Linked DNA regions of Mus musculus: regions 1 and 2 are each linked to region 3. The links are chromatin contacts, called in public Hi-C maps. All regions are on one chromosome and are shown on one strand. The core of a region is the stretch at or near the end of the contact, and the rest is flanking DNA. Distances in the headings are between cores, read along the strand shown. Region 1 has its middle 99 kb from the start of Gm31324. Region 2 overlaps Gm13481 (predicted gene 13481). Region 3 overlaps Gm13481 (predicted gene 13481).

Region 1 (2,700 bases), core at 172-2,671, 300 kb before region 3:
TTTACTATATACAATTACTTTAATCAAAAGAAAGATATATTAGTGCCAGCTCAGGAAAATAGAGGAACCTTAAGAATGTGACAATACAGGAAGAGGAAATAGAAATATATGAAAATACAGCTGTTAAGAGAACCAAGATGAGAGACCTAGATCCTTTCTTGCTGTGATTGGAGTCATTACCTAATATGATCCTGGGGATGCTAAGAGCTTCTACTACCCTGAGGATATTACAATTGTTTGAAAACAAAACAGGAGAAGAAGGAGGAGGAGACGCAAGCTCAGCAAGCTTACAGATGAGCACCAGAGGGACTGGCTGGACACACTCAAGGACTGTGCTCTGATCTCTGGGGCACAGGAACTGGTCCCAGCCCCAACAGAGCCCTACTGTGTTAGGGCTAGAAGGAGTTAGGAGACTCATTCTGGATTCTATATGTTCAGTGACTTGATTTACTAAACGCAGAGTCTTTTTTCCATATCCTTCTAATTATATGTTAGACATAACAAGGCTCAGGGAGAGTACACCAGGTATTTTCCAGAAAGAGCTTTGAGTATTCCCAGTAACTCAGTAGAATCATGGGAAATAACATGTGCGTATGGCCTCATATAAACATATATATGTATATATATATGTATATGCATATATATTTATATATGAATGGCATAAAATATAATCTGGAAGGATACAGCCTGTGTTTGTTTGGAATAATGAGAGGGGATTTTTCTTTCTTTTGTTTAAAAATTATTTTCTGTACTTATGAATTATGTTTATATCAATTTTGTACTTAAAAATAATAAGTTTTTATCTTGGGGGTCTGAATTTATAATAAAGTCCTTGTGAGAGGAAGTGATCCTGCGTGCCTAGGAATCTAACTTGTGCAGGTGGGAGAAGCTGTCGGAGATGAACCCTCCAGAGCAGATTGAAAGGCCTGTGAGGGAGAAGTGAAAAATGAGGATGTTGTAAAAATCCTGAAGACAGATCAGAAGAGAAGCATCATCTTCTTTGTGGTCACTCACCACTAGTACGTACAAACTTCCTGAGATCAGTCATACCCACACACAGAGGGCTGATGCTACCCAGTATTATCTATAAAAGGACAACAGATGTATAGTCAGAATCTTCAGAGAGTGAAAGAGCTGAAGGATGGAAGGGAAGTAAAACATGGTCTCCCAGGAGAAAGCTTGAGGTGCCTTTAAATAAGTATTGAAGATTTTACTACCTTCTCGGCATCCTTGGAGAAGGAGCTGGTAGCTTTTGTTCTCACTGCTGTCATGAAGACACACTTACTATGAGTAGTGTCTGTGTAGATGGCTATCTTAAGTGCTTTAAAAGGCAGTTAAATAAAGGAGAATTGGTTCCCCCCCCACCAAGCATGTAGATTATTAAAGCAGAAAATTTGAAAACTGACTTGTTAAAGCAGAAGTTATAAAATCTAGCCCTTTGTAATGAAACTTGAATGGTCATGTGATGGCTCAACTAGTTAGCATTCTTAGTGGAATTCACAGGCCTTGACCTAGAAAGAAAGAAGATTCTTCATCTTCGAGATATCCTGTATCATATGTGTCCCTGTTAATTAGACAATGCCTTCAATAGCAGCAACAGAAAACCATAGAATTGCCCACCCATGGTACACTCTTTCCCTTACAAAAAAGACATTATGTTTGTAAGATTAAAAATAAATAATTCACACTCTGAAAGTTACTTTTCTCTACCAAAAAAAATGCCTTTGTGAAAAAAATTTTTTTTTTGTTTGAAGGCAGAGTGTAACAAAAGCAGGGAGAAGGTAGGAAAGGCAGAGAAGCCGATTTAATAGATAATGTATTGCATTTAAAGAGCTTGAATGCTCTTACTTTTCATCACTTAACTTCTCAAAGAACACTTTCAGCTTCCTTATTTGCATGTTTCATTGTTTTCAAGCCTTTACACTGTATGCTTAAAATGCAAATGGAATAATATAAGAATAATGAGAAGTAATACTTGGAAGTGTTCTGGAAAAAAAATGTTGCAAAAGGAGCCTGGTTTCCATCTGATTGAAAAGAGGTGAGATTTTGGAAAGTCAGACTGCTGTAATTTTATCTTAAGCTCTGATGAGAGGCCTCATTACCATCCTTCTTTTCCTTTGTCGTGGTGAAAATTATTGAAGATTTCTCTTCTGTGACTCCTGCCCTGGTTGGGTCATGTCTGTGTGATATGAGTTAGAGTTATCTGGGAAGGGAAATCTCAATTGAGAAGGTACCTCGTTCGATTGGCCTGTGGGCAGGACTGTGGAGGTGATTTCATGATTGATAACTGATGTGGAAGGGCCCAGCCCACTATAAGTGATGCTGTCCATGGGAAGGTGGTCCTGAGATGTGTAAGTGAACAGGCTGAACAAGGCAAGAAGCACTACTCTTCCATGGCCTCTGCTTCAGTTCCTGTCCTCAGGTCCCTGCCTTGGCTTGTTGCCCTCACTTTCCCCTGTAAGGACTACAACTGCACATCGAAATAAGGCCTTCCTTGCCCAAGTTGTTCTGGGTCATGATATTTATCACAGCAATAGAAAGCAAACTTAGATACTACATTGTGCATACTTCCCCGACCCCAACATTAGATGTCTTTCAATCAATTAACTCATTTCAACAGTTTCTAAGAATATCTGGAATTTAGAACAAACAACTCATTGTTAGGGAAAGTAGGGGTTAGTTTAAAGGCCACTGTGTAGA
Region 2 (2,700 bases), core at 169-2,668, 320 kb after region 3:
TCAGTTTATTTCCATCAAGACAGAAAGCTTGGCATGGTGCTTGTGGAGCTGTGTTCTATATCTTGATCCGACTGTATCCAGGAGAAGTCTGACATCCAGGCAGCTAGGAGGAGGATCCAAAAGCTCACCCCCACAGAGACACACTTCCTCCAATAAGGCCATACCTACTTCAACAAGGCCAAACCTCCTCATAGTGCCATTCCCTGGGGCAAACCACCACAGAATTCAAGAACTTGAGATTTCAGCAATTTCATGCAGTAATCAATATGAAAAACTCATAGCCACAATTTCTAGAAGCCTTCCATTTCCATACAACTAGCCTTCTATGTTTGACCTACTAGGTAATCACAATTCCCCCCTACACACACACACACACACACACACACACACACACACACACACACACATACTTTTCTTACCCCTACACACACACACACACACACACACACACACACACACACTTTTCTTAGTCATATTTGTAAATTGGGAAAGGCAATTGAATTTGACTCCACAGTGTCACACCTTAAAATCATTCTATTTTCCACTCTAGATAAGCTATGATATTACCTATTGTTTCCTCTCCCCGAGTCCCAGTACAATAAGTCATTTCTAAAACGGTGGACCTGTACTGTAAGTCATGTTGATGTGGCCTGAAAGGGAGGAAATTGACTAATTCTTGCTTTGGACAAAATCAATCTTTTCTTCTCTGACTTATCCCTGAAGTAGATAATATTTCTGTATCTATGTTCAGTTATTATTTATAAGACTGTGGCTATTTCTCAGCTAGGGTGCCTTTTGACTAATATTCATTGTGTATTATCAAGGTTAGCTGTATGTAAGTTTTTTTTTTCCATTACTAGATTGCAAACTTAAAACAAGATTGTGATTGCTTTGTATGTTTTCCTAATATCTAGGAGGGCCTCCTGCTGTCATCACTTGAGTACATGGATGGCCTATACAATAAGGGTATTTTCAGGATCTGTTAAAACCATGTTTTTCTGGGTAAAAGAGTTCACATTCCTTCTGGTAGTGCTTGGTAACTGACTCTGGTGTTTTATTCATGATTTGACAAAGCAATCCAGGGCTTACAGGTCTTTAAAGTATTGTTCAGATATTTCTGGGAATCTTGGAAAAATGATTATGAAAGAATCCCAGTGGTTACTGAGGTGTGGCTGAGCAAAGCTTACTGGGGTAGAAGGCTGGGCAACTGGTTAGAAATAGTTGTATAATATGAATGACAACTCATCCATTTGGAAATGCATAAAGAAGGCTATGCTGATAGTATCTATTTTTATCTCTGATCTAGAAAGCTCAGAAACAGCTGTCAAACCCTGCTTGGGACACATTCATATCCTGCCTGTGATATGAATCTTAAGGGGGTGATACCCACACAAGCAGGACATTGTTCCAAACAGCAGAGTAAGCTTGCCATTGCCTTGGGCTTTCATACTTGTTCTGACTGCTGTGTTAGTGACACTGGAGTCATCTTAGAGGGCATTTTTTTCTCTACATAGTTTTCAGGATTCTTTGAATTGCCACCTATGAATATTAAAGTTTTCCCACGGTACCTATCCTGGGAAAATATTATTCAGGGCACATTTGAGTGGGAGGTATGACGTCAATATAAAGTCCCTGACCGCCCAAAGGTCAGACTCCCCTTTGTCTCAAAGACTGGGTTGTGCTGAGCTAGTCCATTGGCCTATTTGGAAATGTGTCAATGGGAGGACTGGACACAGAGCCTACATCTGTTTTAGTCAGAGTCACATAAAGGCAGCTCACAGTTTAAGGCAATGACATTTTAGGAAGGGTTTCAATTCTACATAGTTGTGTTTTCTTTTGGAGTCTTTTTATCCCATGTGAGATGTGGTAGTAAAATGAGGTGATTATTTTTTTTATAGATTGTGTGCAATTACTGGCAAATCATTGTGAGTGGATACAATGACATAGATATTTTAAAAGAGACATTCAAGACCTCCTTGCCTGAATAATCTAGAACAATAAAGCAAAGGAACTGAACTTGATATCAACTATTATTTATTTCTTAATAGCTTTGTGGATAAGTGGAATCCGTTTCAATGTCATAAAAAATTGTATTTGAATCCAAGACTCAATACACACTAGCTGTGGGGTCTTGGCTGAATTAGTTCCTGAAGAGCCTGCATTTGCTAACATATAAAAAAGATGGTAAAATAGCCCTGACATTTTTTTGAGGTGATTAGCTGCACAAAAATAAAACTGACAACAGAAATCATTCTGATGAGCGGCCAGTACATAGGAGTATGTGATACAGTTCCAGTTGAGCATATCAACTTACTTGGCAACTGGTTGCCTTCTTTCTCAATAGCATCCAAGGTTTTATACAACATTTGTTTTGTGGGAACCTTCAGAAAAACAATGAGCTAGGGTTTACTCCCTAGCTAATACTGAACACCAGCATTAGAGAGTGATCTAAAGGGCTAGAAAGATTTATTGGTGTGTCGTGTTTGAACCCATGATGCCTGGTGCCTGTGTCTCATTGGAAAATGTGTATTTGCCCACTCTTCTTGCTTCAAATTTGTTTGAATGCTTTAACAGCTACACTCACAAATGTCTGTCATGCTTAGAACAACACGTAGCTACATGCCCAGTGTGCCACTATAAAGAACTTTCTCTACATTTGAGATTGTCTTAAGTTGCTTTCAGTGTTTATTGTCTTTGGTG
Region 3 (2,700 bases), core at 85-2,584:
AAAGTGTTGAGTGCTTTGCAATATGAACTATAGATTTTCTTTTTGCCAAAGACAAAACTCCTCTAAATTAAAAAAAAAAAATGGGCATATTTTAAGGCCAGAAATTAAAGAAGAATTGTTACAGATTTAAAACCTGGATGTGTAAATAGTAAGCCATTTAAATCCAGGGTGTCAGATAATTACCAGAACAGTCAGGGACATGTTTTTGGTCAGTTTGATGTCAAGCTTTGACCCAGTGGCACCTGAAGAGGAATCAGGCATATTTTCACTTATAAAATTTAGATTTCTCTCCATGTGGCCTTTCTGTCAACGTATCAGAAGCACAGGGCATACTTCAAAGCAAGGGCTGAAGTATGGACTTTGGAGTCATATAGATCTGAACTGGAATCTAATTCTGTTACTTATTAACTAGAGATATGCAACCTTAGATGAGTTTACCTTTCCTAGTAAATGCTGACTTCCCTCATCTATAACCACCTTGCATGGTTGTTATGAGGATTAAAGGTCTGATTTATATATTTATACTAATTCTTACTCTTTTCTCTTCTCTGTATCTGTCTCTTTGGAGTTCACATGATATTGTAGCATGGAGACCCCAAATCTAGTTCCATGATTCTATGGTCAAATCTCCCTTTGACTGCTGCTGACTGCTGGTGGTTTTCTATCTTCCTATCCACATCTCTGAAAGAGTGTAATGCATTAGTAGCTAAACCAAGTTTGTTTATCCCACACACCTCATAGAGAGCTTCCCATGTAATTGCAAATAGTCACGTGAGTTTCCAAACGCTTGTGTATTCTTTGATTGTTTGGAACTTAGAAAAGAAAATGTTCATTTTGATGATGTTATTGATGCATGGAAGTCAGGGCAAACATTCAATGGACCTTTGAAAAATTTAAAGAATTGGCCAAGCTAAACAGGATGGGACTAGAGAGAAAAACAAACCAAGCTGACACAAGAAAGGGAATAATTATGTAGGTAAGAAGGAAGTAGAAACTTGCCTGCATGTGAGTCAGCAGCCCAGTGCTATTATTAAAAGTGCGAACATGATCCTTAGATGTATTAATAGATGCATGACATGCAGAAGCCATGGAGTAATCTGCTTATTTTGACTTGGCATTGCCTGAGTCCTTATTGGAGAGATGTGTGTATTTTTTTTTTAATTCTATTTATTAGAAGTTGCAAAGAATTTGAGGAGGGTTTAACTGCACACAAAAATGGTGAAAGATGTCAAACATTACACTGGAAAGTTTAAATGTGCTGGGGTAATTTACTTTAAAGGAGAACTTGAGAATGTTAAGTAAGCATAGAACATGCTGTGTTTTTTAGGAGATCATGTAAATATATGATATAAGATAACCTCCTTATCTCACAGGACTGGAAATACTCAACCAAGAGGACATAGTGTATCCTTCTTCCTGCAGATAACTGAATGCTGAGTTTTAAGAAGTAGTTTCCATCCTCTCCCTCAAGGTTGCATATTCTTGCACATAAGAGTGTTATAACTCAAAAAAAGCTGAGTGATTCCTTGCCCTAAATCCAAACCTTTTCTTCTTTAATATTGACAGTACTCTCTGGTTTGGGTCCATCACTGGCACTAGGAGTGTGGATGTTCTTTCTAGTGACTTTTTAATTTTTTTGGGTTTTCGAGACAGGGTTTCTCTATATAGCTCTGGCTGTCCTGGAACTCACTTTGTAGACCAGGCTGGCCTTGAACTCAGAAATCTGCCTGCCTCTGCCTCCCGAGTGCTGGGATTAAAGGCGTGCACTACCACTCCCGGCTTTCTAGTGACTTTTTATTGTTTCAGAAATCATTAGTAATCTTCTTTGTCTGTTTTTTTTTTTTTTTTTTTTTTTTTTTTTTTTTTTTTTTGTCCTCTTTGCTTTAGGCTAACATCACTTCTACTTAAGGACTTGGTAATTTCCTCTAAACGGTCCCTGTGATATCCATGTACCACAAGAGATAGCCTGATGCTAAAGTGTCTAATTGGCTACAAGCAGCAACAAAACAGGTTTCTACCTATGGTTGCCTATGCTTTTTCCCTTTTAAAAGTTTACTTTCAATTCTTTGATTCACTTTTATGAAAGCGATAAGCTATTGATCAAGTGAGGGCTCTAGAACTTAAATGGAATCACACTTAAATATGCTTGGCATCTTATGTTGTTCAGGTAAAGGACTAGGACATGCAGTAATTTTAGACTTTATTGTTAAATGTACATAATAAGTTGCAACAGTAGCAGTGACATAATAGAAATAAAATTTAAAGAGAAGGCATGGAAAACAGGGCGTGAAAAGTGTAACCGAGATGATACCAGGTAATCGCAGTGACAGTAACCTAGACAAGGGGATCTGGGCATAGAAGGGGAGTTAGGTGTCAGAGGACGGATCCATGAATGGATGAGAAAGCAGAACAGAGAGAGATGGGTTAGGGAAAGTGTTCTTCATGCAGAATGTTCAAAGGGGAAGAAGTGAATGAGTAAGGCTGTGTGGGATTTGGGTACCTACCAGAAGCTGTTGTAGCTTGGATAAGGTTGCAGCACAACACATGGAGCAACTGCTGATTACATAATGTTTAAGAGCTGAGACCTAGGCAATCCTGGAGTCTCCTGAAGAGTTCCTAAAAGTTCCAGGCCTTATTACCTGTAACAACTGGAAAAACAGCAGTGGAGCTAGTGCAAAGAAGTGTGTGTGAGTGTGTGTG

What was found. Hi-C and Micro-C count contacts between places; a contact is called where the count stands out from the background.
Region 1: a Hi-C map of bone marrow-derived macrophages shows a contact between it and region 3, with 3 times the contacts expected there. The contact joins two enhancer-like sites. A contact is called at or near these places in 4 of 484 Hi-C or Micro-C datasets (bone marrow-derived macrophages, group 2 innate lymphoid cells, myocytes and 1 more).
Region 2: a contact with region 3 is called in a Hi-C map of myocytes, with 2.8 times the contacts expected there. The contact joins two enhancer-like sites. A contact is called at or near these places in 1 of 15 datasets of contacts at CTCF or cohesin (large pre-B cells) and 1 of 484 Hi-C or Micro-C datasets (myocytes).

Annotation. Positions count from the first base shown.
Region 1 is chr2:48,693,027-48,695,726 of GRCm38.p6, reverse strand. No RefSeq gene overlaps it. Among named protein-coding and RNA genes, the nearest start is that of Gm31324, 99 kb to the left of the region's middle. Within about 2 kb of position 1,421, at least 28 of the 459 cell types and tissues checked have an H3K27ac peak or open chromatin away from gene starts, as enhancers often do. A contact at or near this core is called in bone marrow-derived macrophages, where this site is marked.
Region 2 is chr2:48,081,294-48,083,993 of GRCm38.p6, reverse strand. All of the region lies in intron 4 of Gm13481 (predicted gene 13481), which reads left to right. Among named protein-coding and RNA genes, the nearest start is that of Gm52576, 250 kb to the right of the region's middle. Within about 2 kb of position 1,418, at least 18 of the 459 cell types and tissues checked have an H3K27ac peak or open chromatin away from gene starts, as enhancers often do. A contact at or near this core is called in myocytes, where this site is marked.
Region 3 is chr2:48,397,060-48,399,759 of GRCm38.p6, reverse strand. The region is part of intron 1 of Gm13481 (predicted gene 13481); the gene reads left to right. Among named protein-coding and RNA genes, the nearest start is that of Gm25338, 14 kb to the right of the region's middle. Within about 2 kb of position 1,334, at least 29 of the 459 cell types and tissues checked have an H3K27ac peak or open chromatin away from gene starts, as enhancers often do. A contact at or near this core is called in bone marrow-derived macrophages and myocytes, where this site is marked.